2 separate regions of the Macaca mulatta genome follow, and region 1 is linked to region 2. A link is a contact called in public Hi-C data. All regions are on one chromosome and are shown on one strand. Each heading gives the region's core, a stretch centred on a gene start, on an enhancer-like site or on the middle of the called end of the contact. The rest is flanking DNA. Distances are from core to core; before and after follow the strand shown.

Region 1 (7,043 bases), core at 57-2,556, 580 kb before region 2:
CTGCCCCAAATCTGACAAATATTTTACTGGTTCTTCAACCAGTTCTCCAGAAGTAGAATGAGTTCTTCCTCCTCTATGTTCCTATAGAACTCTATGTAGACCTCTTTACAGCATTTTTCACATTGTATACTCATCTATTCCTCCCCCCAGATTCTCCTCCACTATAACTCCCCTCACCTGGATTGTGAGCTACTCAAGGGCAGGGACTATTTTTCCAATTCTGTGGCAACAGTGCCTAGCGCAGAGCTTTGTACAAAGCAGTATGCTGAATAAATGTTTGAATTTATTAAATCATCTTCCTCCTTCACTTATCTTTTTAAAATATTGAGCAATTACCTTAGCAAAATGCAATTCCTCTGTCTTTCCCTTCATTTTACTTGTGAGTCCAAAAGTTGTCCTCATCAAGAAGTTGTAGTGATTCAACTGTAACAATCCATAAAGCTATAAGGATTCATCTCTAACAGAGACAAAAAGAGGTCAAAAGTTAGGAGTGAAATTAGCCCTAATAAACAACCATTTTCCTCAACCTTTAAGTCACTTGAAAGTGCTTGGCATTGCCCACCTATGTCCAGCTCTTGTTACATAGTTTTACTCAAAAGATAAAGTTTCTTAAAGACACATATAGTTACTCGTTTGTACTTAAGTTGTATTGTCTATCTGTTCTAAACTGTTATTTATAGCAGTTTATGTGGCCACTGTTTTTCATGGCAACAACATAGTTTCATTGTGGATTAAATAGGCTTCTTCTGGGCTGCTGTAGATCACATTTCTATGCCTATTTATGACACTGTTCCTAGGGGGAGCTATAATTCCCAATTAGAAAAACTATATACATTCTTCTGTACCTTTCAAGTGATTTTGATGCAGGTGGTTCACAAAGAACACACTTTAACAGTTTTAAAGGACTACAACTCTCAATTAAAATTCTAAGCTTATCAAAGAATAAACATCATCTTTTGAAAAACACTTAAAACTCAATAACAATTTCAAATGACGATTGAAAGTGCTTCCCGCAAAATGCTAAGAGCTTAACCGACATGAAAATAAATCTAGCGCCTTCCTCTGTCCCCACAAGCACAAAGCCATTACCCCAAGAGAGATTCTCTAAGACAGTGCATTCTAAACTACAATACCCAGAATGCCCTTCCCCGTCTGAACGCTGGGGACAATCGGAAGGGGAGGGGAAGCATTGTGTGTTTAGAGAAGTAAGTGTCCCGCGACTCCATCTCCCATAATTCTCGGTCTTCACTTGCGTCTCTCCGCCAATGTCTATACGGGATACTCTCAGGAAGAACAGCCTTCAGCGACCTCAAACTACATTTCCCATGAAGCCATGGGCTCGGGCCTCCGGCTTCCCCGGTGACCAGTAGCCAATGGGAGACGCCGCAGTGGGCACCTTGTGGGTGAGAGTCCAGCCTTGGGTCGGAGTGCCGGGTCTAGGCCTGGAGGCGCGAGGCGGGCATTTCGGACGAGAGTGGCGCGGCGTGGGGCGCAGCGAGGGCACTACGCGCCCAGGAGCTGCCGCGCCAACCTGATTTTCCGCAGCTGTTTAAGGACTAGCGCTTCGGTAGCCGGGGAGCTGGAGGTCAGAGAGGCAGAAAGCCCCAGTGGCCGTGGCTGGGGACTGTGGGACTGAGGGGGCCTAGGGAGGAGGGTGCTTCCGGGGCCGCGGTCCTCAGCGCCTAACTCCGCCCAGCTCCGCCTCTGCAGGGGAGGGGGTGTAGGGACTGGGAGTCCGGGGTGGGCTTTTCAGCTCTAGGCGCCAGTTCTCATGAGCCCGGGAGCGCGCTCTCTTTGCTCTTTTTTTTTTTTTTTTTTTCTTCCAACTCGCCCGCCCCTTTTCTTTTCCCACAACGCCGCCCGCCTGCCCCTGGCGCTGTGCCTCCTCAGAGGTCCGAAGTTGGGGTTCGAGTCCAGGGTTTTGCCTAGGCGGTGACTGGACTTTAATTCTTACCGCAGGAGTTGGGTGATCTCTTTCCTCTTTTCCCTCAATTTGTATTTCAGGTTTGGGCACATAACCCTCCCTGCGCTACACTTCCCATTTCCTCTGGGGCATGGGAATTCCTGGCCATGCCCAGGGCGTGACTTTTTTTCAAACTTTCTCTTTTTGCCTCCTTAATTGCTCGCCATCTCTTTACTGGCCCCTCAGCCACCTGCCACTTCCCCCACCAGGTCTTTGGAGTGGGAAGGGTTTCCCCTCAATTTCTAGAAGGGATGGGAAGCAAAAGAGGGAAGGAATCTCGCTTTTGAGAAATGTGTGTTTAAGGTTCAGTACAGGGTTCGGATGAGAGTAAAAGGCAAGTTAGACTGGTTATAAAAACCCAGCGCTTTAGGGGTTTCTAGCAAAGACGGACAGCACTAATGTTGACAAACATTTAGGGGGCACACCTTTATTCTACAGAATAAAGTAGACCCTGTGAAACAGACCGTATTAATCATTGTATTATTACAAACGCGTGCAAAAAATGCTAAGGGGGTCAGTGGAAGAGCATACTGATGGGGGTGGTGAGTTCATCTATGGAAGTTCAAGCCTAACCCGGGAAGTGCTGAAGCCCTCATCCTGCTTTCAGGCTTTGTGAAGGAGGTGAATTTTAATTTGGGCTCCAGCGGAGTACAGGGGATTTGAAGTTGTCAAAGAGGAGGGAGAAAATGCTTCCTGCTACTGAGATTGGACTTTGAGAAGGGTAAACAGAAGAGGGAGCACTGTGAGACAGGTGGGCTTGCCTGATTGGAATAAAAGAGATCAGCACAAATATACTGGGAAATAAATAGGGTGAAGAAGATTGGGGTCATAATAACATGACACTTTGAAACATACACATAGTTTGGATATTATTCTGTATCAAATAAAATTGAAGGCAAAAATTAAGATTGGATGATTTTTCTTTTCATCCTAGGGAACCTGATTTGAGATCAATTCTTGGAGAACACAAAGAAGTGTGATGGTATGTTCCAGGTGTGAGTTTAAATCCAAGAAGAAGCTTGTCTTGCAGATGTTTTGTTTGTAGCTATTCTTAGCTACAGTCTGTAGCTGTCAACTTTAAAGCCTAGAGACATCAATTTATTTTCTTAAGAAATGCATTTGCTGTCCCCGTGCATCACATTATCTGAATTGTAGTCATCTCATTGGGTGACAATAATGACTGCTATTTATTGAACACACATAATGTCCTAGTCATCATCATAAATACTTTGTTGCATTATCTTAAGAGAGTTATGAAGTAGATACTATTATTCCTGTTTTTTTTTCTAGAAGAAAACAGTAAAATGCACAGAAGTTAAACAATCTACTTAAGTCACATAGATTATAAGTTGAGGTTTGAGTATACAGATTTCTGACTCCAAAGCCCATACTCTGTTCAACATGGTTTGCTGCTCCCAATGTTCATTCTTGTTTTTGACTTTCCAGTTGTGGTAAGGAGAGATAGGTATAGTTGATCATCCTGATCAAAACCCAAATGATTCACTTCAGATTTCTATGTCAGAATGTATTTGCTGTAAAGTAGCTGCCAAAACCAAATTAACTGTCATTGCAACTGTAGCTAATTGTGTCTGCCAAAACCATAGTTAGTATGGCTGTTTCTGAATTAGATGATTCTCTTTATGACACATATCATACCTCTAAGCTATTTGAACCTTGATAGTACTTTGGATTTATCTTATTTTAGCATTTTAACAAGTTACCTGGGACACTAGATCTCTTTCATGACCTCTGCCCACGTGAAGTATTGGAGAAACAATGAAGTACAAGGTGTGAACTCTTCCTGGGATCTAGTTGGGGAGTTAGATGTCCACAGTTCTGAGATACTGTAGTGTGTAGTATAACAGAGACAGGTACAAAGTGCTATGGAGGGATAAAGGAAGGTGTGACTTACTGTAAGGGAGACTCAGGGAGAAGGCTTCCTTGCAGAGGTGACATGACAGATAGGTCTTAAAGGATAGTGAGTTTGCCCCAGGCAGGGAAGGAGTGGAGGGGAGGCATTCCAGGTAGAGGAGTCAGTCTGTGAAAGATGTGTGGCTGTGTAAGAGTAGGGCATGTTCATTCAATGTGGAAGAATTCAGCATGGCTGGAGTGCAGATTGTTGAGGAAAAGGGAAGTGTAATGGGTAGGAGAAGAGTCTGGAAAGAGGTTGGGGCTGAGTTGTGAAGAATCTTGATTGCAATCCTAAGTTGGAATGCGCCCCCATAGGTCAGTGGTTATTAAAACGTAGGGCATCTGCCAGTGGTAGTTACATTGTGCTCCCACAAACATTTTAATTTTACTAGTTACATATTCAAATATGTCTTAAAAAACATAAAACTGAACTAAGCCGTCACATCTAAGATTACTTTAGATTTTACTTCATAAAAATAGAAAGTGAACCAGTTTTCAGTTCATTTAAAGACAAATGTTAAGTAATAATAGAACACATTGTGTGTGAATATGGTAAAAATCACTAAGTAATACTCAAATGACTGAAATTTGAGAAGTGCTGCTTGTAGGCCATAAGAAACCATTAACATGTTTCAGAAGAGCACCATGATCAGATTTTTACTTTAAGGACAATGACAGTGGGAAGGATACAGTGGAGGTGGACATGATGAGGCTGCTACTCTGTTCCACAGAGAGACAATAAAGACCCAAGAGTGTTAGGTGAGAGGAGGGAACAGATTCGAGAAACATTTAGGAGGTAAAATTATTAGGACTTGGTGGATGTTAATATTATTATGTCAGTGTTACCAGAATTGTTTTAAAAGTCTGCATGCCTCCCTTGCCTTTTGTCCTTTATATTCTGTGGGGAGCGATAATATTGCCAAAACATGCTATGTTTCTGTGTTCATTAAGATGACAGTGGAAGCTATAGTTACCACTCGAATGGATTTGGATTACACACAAACATCCTTCCCACCTTACTCGGTGTCTTTGACAGCAGTAGCACAAATATTCAAGGCACTGATTAGGAATATGACTATGATCTGTGACCCTTAGACATGCAAGAAATTCCTCAGCCTTTAAGACTCAGCTCGTATGTCAATACCTCTGTGAAGCCTTCCCAACAGCCCTCGCCCGACATACATGAATGCACGCACAAAGCAATGTTAGGCCTCTGGTTTCCACAGGACCCTGCACTTACCTCTGTCCTAGCCTGTACCACACTGTAGGGTGTCGGTCTGTGGATGTTTCTGTCTTCCCCACTACTAGACTGTAAGCTCCTTGAGGGCAGGGACGAGGTTTCATTAATCTCCATACCCATAGCATCCAGAACAGCACTTGACACATGGTAGTTACCTAATAAATGATTATTGGGTGAAAAGAATTGGTAAACAGATTTGCATGAATATAACTGGGGACCTTGGTAGCACAAAGTGCCAAATGCTGTGAAAAGACTAGCTGTTTGCTACATTTGCTACTTTTGCTGAAGAAAGCAGTAAATTAAAGTGCCCATAATTTCACTAAAGACCTACTTTTCCCCTCTTTTCTTCACTGTCCCCTGGTTATCTTACCTTTTTCTTTCTTATCATTTACCTATCCAGACACCTATTCCTTAGCCCTGCCTATTACTTTGCTGCTCTTGACAGAGTTCACCTTCCTTCTGCCCTGATACTTTGCCAGGAAACATCCCTTCTACCCACCCAAGTCCAGTGCACTCCGTCCTTGACATCACTCTCAAGTTCATCTCCTACTCATAGACTCTGCTACTGGGACTATAAATTGATATAGCTTTTCTGGAGAGCAGTTCATCAATATGTATCAGAAACCTTAATGGAATACAGCTTTTAACCTACCACTTCAACTTCTAGGGCTCTGTGCTGAGGAAACAATCATGATGTTTCGAAAAATTTAATACTCAGTACATCTATCCCAGAGTTGTTTATACTAATAGCAAAAACAACAAAAAAAGAAAAAAAGAACATCTTAAATGTACAGTACTAGCGGTTTGAATGAAATCAATTGTGCATTTATAGAATGGATTACTAAGTAGTCTTGTAAGTTGATTTTACCAAACAATATTTAATGATCTGGAAAATTGTTTATGATATATTAAGAGAAAATCACATCATAAAACTTTCAGTACAGAGTGGCAGATCCCGGTTTAAAAACGTATACATAACAGACACACACACACACACACACATACATCTGTGTAGGCATACATAGGAAAAATCCTGTAATGGTAAACACACAAAAAATATTAATAGGGGTTTGCTACAAATAGTAAGTTTGCATATGACTTCTACTTTTAACCTTTTGCATATTTTTATTTTCTAATCTACAGTATATTTGTTAATTTTTAAAAAGTTATGTTGGCCAGGCACAGTGGCTTACACCTTTAATCCCAGCACTTTGGGAGGCCAGGGCGGGCGGATCACCTTAGGTCAAACATGGGGAAACCCCGTCTCTACTAAAAATACAAAAATGAGCCGGGCATGATGGCATGCGCCTGTAATCCCAGCTACTCGGGAGACTGAGGCAGGAGAATTGCTTCAACCCAAGAGGTGGAGGTTGTAGTGAGCCAAGATTGCACCACCACACTCCAGCCTGGGAGACAGAGTGAGACTCTGTCTCAAAAAAAAAAAGTTATTTAAAAATGTTTTCCCGGTGTCCACCATTGTCTTAGTTGGGGGCATACCTTCCACCCCCCAACACACATGCATCACTTCTAGCCTGGATTACTGCTGCCTCTAGCCTGCTTCTCTTCTAGTCCACTCTTTACCAATGCTGACAGAATGATTTTTGTAAGTCACAAATCTAAAGCTATCCAGCCTCTCTATAAAATAGTTCGAAGGCTGTCCTTTGTTTTCAGGATAATATCCAAACTTCTTAGACTGGCTGATAAAAACTTTGAAAATCAGCTCCCTGCTTGCTCCTCTAGTATCAGTTTTACCTTCTATGATTTACCTTTTTGGGGGGTCTTTTGCCAGTACCAGGCACATAATAGGTGTTTAATTAATGTTAGCCAATGTTGATGTGGACTGTGTGGATTAGCTATTGTATGCCAGGCAATCTACTGGTATTTAATTCTCAGCAAAAATATTAAATACATAAAATAGTTATTCCTATT
Region 2 (7,157 bases), core at 2,973-5,472:
CAGCTCTGGCCTCTAGGTTTTGCAAATTTTAGCATGTATTAGAATCATCCAGAAGGCCTATTAAAACATAGATTGTTGGGCCTCTCCCCCAGAGTTTCTGATTGGTGGTGTGGCCCTGAGAATTTGCAAGATCCCAAATAACGCTGATGCTTCCACACTTAAGAACTGCTCTAGGCATTGCCTACTAAATCCTGGTTCACCTGAAAGTAGTATCTGTTCTTAGCATGGACTCTCAGATTTCTTTCAAATATTCCTTTTTCAGAGCTTCATAGTATGTATACTTCTGAATTTCAAAAGCAACTTCCAAGTGGTTTATGGTCAGGAATGCAGACTCCTGAAGTCAGACTGTTAAAATTTAAATGCTAACTCCAGATTCATTTCCTGACTCCACCACTTACTAGTTCTGTGACCTTGGGCAAGTTATTTAATCTCTCTATGTCTCCACTTTCTGAACTGTAAAATGGAACTAACAATAAAAACTATATCATAGGGTTGTTGTGAAAATTAAATATCAAAAACACCTTGAAAAGTGCCTGGCACGCAGTTCGATAATTGTTAGTTAACTATCATTATTACATTTTTAAAAATTTAAGTACCCAAATTTACATCTTAACAGATATTACTTGCTACCCACCCCTCCCTCCCATTGCCCAATCTGGGGTTAGCAGCTATGAGTCACAGTATCCCTTTAAACGTTTTGCTTTGCTTCCACATAAGGAATTCTCTGTAACTAAGCAAAATACAATTTTCCAGAGAAGATAGCAAACATGCTGATTAAATGTTCTAGTTACAGGCCACAAAAATCATTATGGAGTCTTTCTTTCAAGCATAGTACATATAGAGTCTGGGATAGATAACCCTTTTGGGGGAAAGTTGTTGAAAAGAATTCTAATGAGCAAAGCAGGAATAGCCACTTCAAATATCAATTGCAGCTGGAAATAAGAGTCTTGAAGACTAAATACTACCTTATCACCATTTCTAGCTATGCCCGCATTTTCCGATTAGAATTGATAGTAAAATATGACACATATAGTGAGAGTAGAGATGGAAAAGCAAGACCATGGCATATCCCCTCTTTGAGTTTGTGAGGAAAAAATTAACTCTCCATTCACAAATTTAGAGATTGCCCCAAATAGTCTTAAAGGTTTCAGACAGCTACTTTTACATAAAGTTGTCTCTCCAAAGCTTTCTCTTTACAACTTTTTTCAATTCTTTGTATTACAGAGAAAGCCTCTATCGGAACTTTACAACCTGCTACCAGCCCCTTAATAAAGAAAATGTGCTCAGCGTTCAGGGAGCGATGATGAATCAGTGAAAGGCAGGGAGCAGGGAGGACATGGCAGGAAGATGAAAGACCAGTTGCTGAATCTTTCGACAGCCCAGTGGTTCCCTAATGAAGTTCCCACAATTCTAAGGTGAAATGAAAAAAATAAGGGCATTTAGTGCTTTTTTTTTTTCAGCTAAATGTATTTAATTTAGGGACTGTCTATTATTAACAGATCACATTCTTCTCATGCCTGGAGCATAGGCTAACTAGCCTGTATTTGTGTACGCTCCCCACACTTTCATTTACATTTTACTGGCCCATGAAATCCAAAAATCTGGGGACCACAGGCAAAACCCACCATTGCCACAATCACTACTTCCCTACCCCCATCTGATAGTAAAATCTCTTTCACTCCAATGTTAGGAAAAAATCTTATGAAGAAATCCTGGATCATCTTTGATTAGATCTGTTTTTAGACACTCCCTCCTCATATTGAGCCAAAAGTCTGTCTTCCTCTAATTCGTACCCAGTCTTTGGACAAATGCATTCTTTTTTCCCTAGGCAAGCCCTTCAAATATTTAAAGACAGCTATGATGTTCTCTTACATCTTATGTTTCTCAAGCTAAATATCCATGATCTTTCTCTTCATTCGACACATTATACTTCAATTACTAGAGCTTAAACTTGCACTCACTTTTTTGGGAGCCACATCACACTATCAAATCATTAAACTGTCAGCTGAAACCTCCAAGTCTTTTACATAAAGTTGTCTACATGCATGCATGTTGTGTCACACCTATTCTACAGGTGTGCAATATTTTTTGAACCTTCTTTTATCCCTTCTATATCTTAATCTCAGGCATAAAAATAATGACTAGGATGAGGGTCAACTTCAAGATGTCCAATGTTATTTCCTCTCTTAACTAAGTAAGATCCCCGAGGGAAGATACTATATCTCACAGTACTTTTTTTAACCCCCATTATAGCTTGCATAGAATTGAGTACACATCCATTCAATACTTAGTTGGTTTTGCAGTGTGACGTCCTTTACCTATGTATGCAGCCTGTATATAAAACATTGCAGGGGAAACCAGGAAGGTAACTTGCTGGACCTGACCAATGCTACACACCCTGTGTATGACACTATCTTGATCCCCAGATATTCTCTGCCTATGAACCCTGTTCCCTTGCTTTTGTTGCAAGGAATTACTTAAGTAAAATACCCCCAAGCCCTCTAAAAATTATTTTAACTTGTAGGGGCTAACCCCAGATATGGGTAAAAGTAGTCATATCTAAGGTAAAATAAAAATATAGTACCCTAAATATTTTTACTGTATAAAGAAACCAATGAAAATTGTCTTCAAAATGCCAACATTTATTCTGAAGATCTGACTTCGGAGAATTTGATAGACTAATGAGTGAAAGTAAGAATGTCCTACAATACAAGTTACATTGCCCTATACTACTCCCAAGATCTGGTCGGGAAACTCTGGGTGCCTTTCCTGCTTTCTCCTTTAAGAAAGACTAGAAATTAGAGATTCTCAGATCCAGAAGGTAACAATGGAGAGCCAAGCAGATATTTATCGAAGGCGTGCTAAATGCCCAAACCTGCAATGCACTTTGGGTATAATCATGTTTGAAAAACACAGATATTCGTTCTAGAACCAAAACAATATTTACCATTCAACCTATCTTTCCTGAATAACCAATGAGATGGGACAGGGGAAAAAGTACAAAATACAGTACTTGCCTTTCAAGAGCTTATAATCTGGTGAAAGAAATCAAAGTAGTTCGCTAGAGAAAAATTAAGTGCTAAACTGTGTGGTACAAACTTTAAGAGCAAGAGGAGCATAGAAAAGACTACAACCAGCATGGGCTTGACTAATTTGAAAATTGCGGAGGTGAGAGAACCTAAACTGAACCTTGAGAGATGGTAGGTACAACCTGGTTAGGTGCAGGTAAGGGAGAGAGGCAGGGAAGAGACAGAATGAACAGAAACACAAATGTGAGAACAAGCACAGCATGTAGAAGCAGGCATCAGTATGGTTTGTGCTAAGAAGAAAGGAACCTAACTGGAACAGAGAATTCCCTTGTTGACTGAAACAGTATCAGACAAGAAGTGTGATAAGGAGCATGTTATGTTGAAAGGCTTGAAACCAAGGGGTGGGGGTGGGGGGCGTAAGAGGGGGCTGCATGTTTTGCTTGTGTGTGTGCGTTTAACAGAGAAGTGACTTGAGGAAATCCACATTTTAGCCTATTAGGGCTGCAGCAAACACAGTGGATTACATTACAAACGGGAGAGGCAGGGAGACTAGCTTAGGATGGTGCAAAGTACAGCAGACAAAGATGCTTGTTGGCACTGAGGTTAGAGATAGACTTCCCCAATGAAGACACAAAGAACTCGATGATGTAGGGAATGAAGACGAGGGAAGAGTTCATGATAACATTAAGCATCTCTAGCCTGGGGGGGGGGGAAACAACAACAACAAGGAATCACTGACAGGAAACTATAAATGTCCCTGCTGTTATCTTGTCTGAGAAACTAATTCATGTTGATAACAGCTGTCATGCCAATCAAGTAACTGAACTGCATTTTAATAGATGCCTTCAATGCCTTGACCTCAGGAGTGACAGGGGGTAGAAACCGAAGGGGAGCATCTTTCAACAGCATCCCTCACACTAATACAATGGAGGTGTTTGCTTACTCCGCTTACAATCACCGCCGCCGTTGCAAACTTCACCCTTAGAAAAATTAGGATTATTCCGGGAAAGATACCCATTCACCCTCTGGGTAGCAGGATCTTGCCAGTTCCTCAGCTGTCAGAGCGAGCTCGTGGAGAGAAGGGAGGCGCCTGAAGGAGGCAGCCTCCCAGGGGGGTCGAGGAAGCAGGGTTCAATCGAAGAAGTAAAACCACCGATGCCAGAAGAGTGAAAGACAGGGAAGGGACTCAGCTGAGGGGAGAGAGAGACCAGAGGACCGTTAAGCCCTTCCCAGGTCGGGAACCAGGCCAGCCCGGCCCCACGCGGCCTGGCGCGGCCCAGCCCCGCTCCCCAGCCTGGAAGTCCAGGAGCTCCCCCTCACCTGCTCGGGCTCATCGGACGACTGGGAAGCTGAGGCTCCCACAGTCGGAAACGCCACTGCAGCGCCAACCCGGAAGCATTGAAATCAACGGAAGTAACCAAGGCGTTGCTTCGGCAACGGCGGCGCAACCATTTCAACTCCGCCCCTTCCCAACCTGAAAACAAAGGCGCGAAATAAAAGGCGGAAGCGGCAGGGGTCTAAAGGCGAGGGTCAGAACCATTGTGGGCGCAGAGGCCTAGAGGGGCAACTGGGCTTGCGGGAGGTGGAGGCAGGGCACCTAAGGCGTGAGAATTTGGCAGCTTCCCCAGTTAACGTGCTCGCCGGAGAGGAAAGAGGTGTCGCCTCGTCACCGCCAAACCCACCCACCTAGCGCGTGGAAGGACTAGAAAAGGAAGGGGCCTCTCCCCGGTATCAGGGCTTGCGGAGTTGGGCAAGGGGAGTGGTGGGCGTGGTGCCCTGCGAGCGCAGTAGGAAAAAGGCGGCAACGTGAAGCTGCTGGGGCAAAGGCTTCAAAACAAAAGTAGGAAAATGAGACATATGGGTGAGCCGAATTTAGTGAGGTGCCTGGGCTCAATAAGAAAATAAAGGTCAAGGCCAGGCGCGGTGGCTCACGCCTGTAATCCCAACACTTTGAGGGTCCGGGCGCATCACTTGATGCCAGGAGTTTGAGACCAGCCTCACCAACATGATGAAATCCCGTCTCTACTAAAAATGCAAAAAAATTAGCTGGGTGTGGTGGCACGCACCTGTGGTCCCAGCTACTCGGGAGGCTGAGGCAGGAGAATCACTTGAACCCCGGAGGTGGAGGTTGCAGTGAGCTGAGATCATGCCACTGCACTCTAGCCTGGGTGACAGAGCAAGACTCCATCAAAGAAAGGAGAGAAAGAGAGAGAGAGAAAGGAAGGGGGAGAGAGAGAGAGAAAGGGAGGGAGAGGAAGGAGGGAGGGAGAGGAAGGGAGGGAGAATGAACGCGAAAGCACCTACTGGACGTCAGACATTAACGAGTGAAAAGTTACGGTCAGGCCCCTTACTTGAAGCTCTTGCTTTAATCAGAAACTTCACTTAAGAAAGAGCAAGTTGGATACCAAAAAGGGGACCATAAAAAGCTAAACGGATAAGGCAGAAAAACACCAACAGGGGAAATCCCAGTTAATCCAAACCTCATAATCTGCCAGCAGATGACAAGAGTCCAACCCCCAGCTTCCGACTCTGGCCCCTATGGCTGCTGGAAGGGGACACCGCAAAGCCCCCTGGGTGATTCAGTTAGCCAACGGGCTATGACGTCCGATTTTTGAGCCCCTTAACAACGTTCCCTAATCACGTGAGAGTACGCAATAGTAGGGTTTATTGCTTCTGTGCTATAAGGAAAAGTCAGTGCAAGGCATTTGGCCCTATATGGTTATTTGTTGAATGAATAAATATTTGGAACTGTGTTCTTCCAAAAGGATATTTCTCATTTTAGTTCACCTTGTTTTATTTTGCTGCGTTATTTTGTTTGTTTCTTTTTGGACAGAGTGGCACTCTGTGGTCCAGGCTGGAGTGCAGTGGTGCGATCTCGGCTCACTGCAACCTCCGCCTCCCAGGTTCAAGCGATTCTCCTGCCTCAGCCTCCTGAGTAGCTGAGATGACAGGTGCCTGCTACCACACCCAGCTATATTTTGTATTTTTAGTAGAGATGGGGTTTCGCCATGTTGGCCATGCTGATCGCAAACTCCTGGCCTCAGGTGATCCACCCGCCTTGGTCCCTCAAAGTGCTGGGATTACAGGCGTGAGCCACCGAGCCCGGCCTATGTTTTTGTTTGTTTTGTTTTCCATTTAAAAATTTCTTCAGGCAGCACACATGATCATAATATTAGCTGACATTGTGGAGTACCTACCATGTACCAAGGGTGGTGCCAAGAGCTTTTTGTGTTCCTAACTACCAGATAAGACAGGTACTATTATTTTCCCCCTTTGACGGTTGAGAACACTGAGGCCATAAAAGGTTAGGAGAGTAATTTAGTAAATGACAGAGCTGGAATTGCTCTTAAGCACTATGCTATATTGCTCTCATCTATACTATAGTTGGGAAGCCGAGGCAGGAACATCGCTTGAGCCCAGGAGGTCGAGACCAGCCTGGGCAATATAAGGAAACACCCGCCTCTACCAAAAATTTAAAAATTAGCCATGACTGTAATCCCAGTTACTCCGGAGGATGAAGAGAATCACTTGAGACCGAGAGGTCGAGGCTGCAGTGAGCCGTGATCGCGCCACTGTGCTCCAGCCTCAAATTTTTTTTGGTGGGGTGCGGTAGCTCACGCCTGTAATTCCAGCACTTTGGGAGGCTGAGACGGGTGGATCACCTGAGGTCATGAGTTTGAGACCAGCCTGGCCAACATGGTAAAACCCCGTCTCTACTAAATATACAAAAATTAGCCAGGCGTGGTGGCACATGCCTGTGATCCCAGCTACTCGGGAAGCTGAGGCAGGAGAATCACTTGAACCTGGGAGGCAGAGGTTGCAGTGAGCGAGACTGAGCCGTTGCACTCCAGCCTAGGCAACAAGTGCGAAACTCCGTCTCAAAAAAAAAAAAGTATATATATATATATATATAATTTTTTATTTTTTAATAAAAAAATTTAAAAACATACACATACCACACTTTGGTTAACATGTTAGCAATTTAACTGCTTACTTATGGTTTTTCCAACATTCTCCAAAACTATAACATAAAAAATATAATCCTTATTATCAAAGTTGGTCATATTCCTTATAAATTGCCTCCTATTTGTAGTCTCTACCATAAAGACCAGTATTTGACTATACTGT

The links. Hi-C and Micro-C count contacts between places; a contact is called where the count stands out from the background.
Region 1: a Hi-C map of fetal cortex germinal zone shows a contact between it and region 2, with 3 times the contacts expected there. The contact joins the promoter of ENOX2 here to the promoter of SLC25A14 in region 2. A contact is called at or near these places in 2 of 14 Hi-C or Micro-C datasets (fetal cortex germinal zone and liver).

What each region holds. Positions count from the first base shown.
Region 1 is chrX:137,374,677-137,381,719 of T2T-MMU8v2.0, reverse strand. It overlaps ENOX2 (ecto-NOX disulfide-thiol exchanger 2), which reads left to right and starts at 1,306. Exons shown (of 15, transcript XM_015128190.3): 1 at 1,306-1,585; 2 at 2,898-2,945.
Region 2 is chrX:136,798,757-136,805,913 of T2T-MMU8v2.0, reverse strand. It overlaps SLC25A14 (solute carrier family 25 member 14), which reads right to left and starts at 4,222. Exons shown (of 10, transcript NM_001257616.3): 1 at 3,973-4,222. The coding sequence starts at 4,047.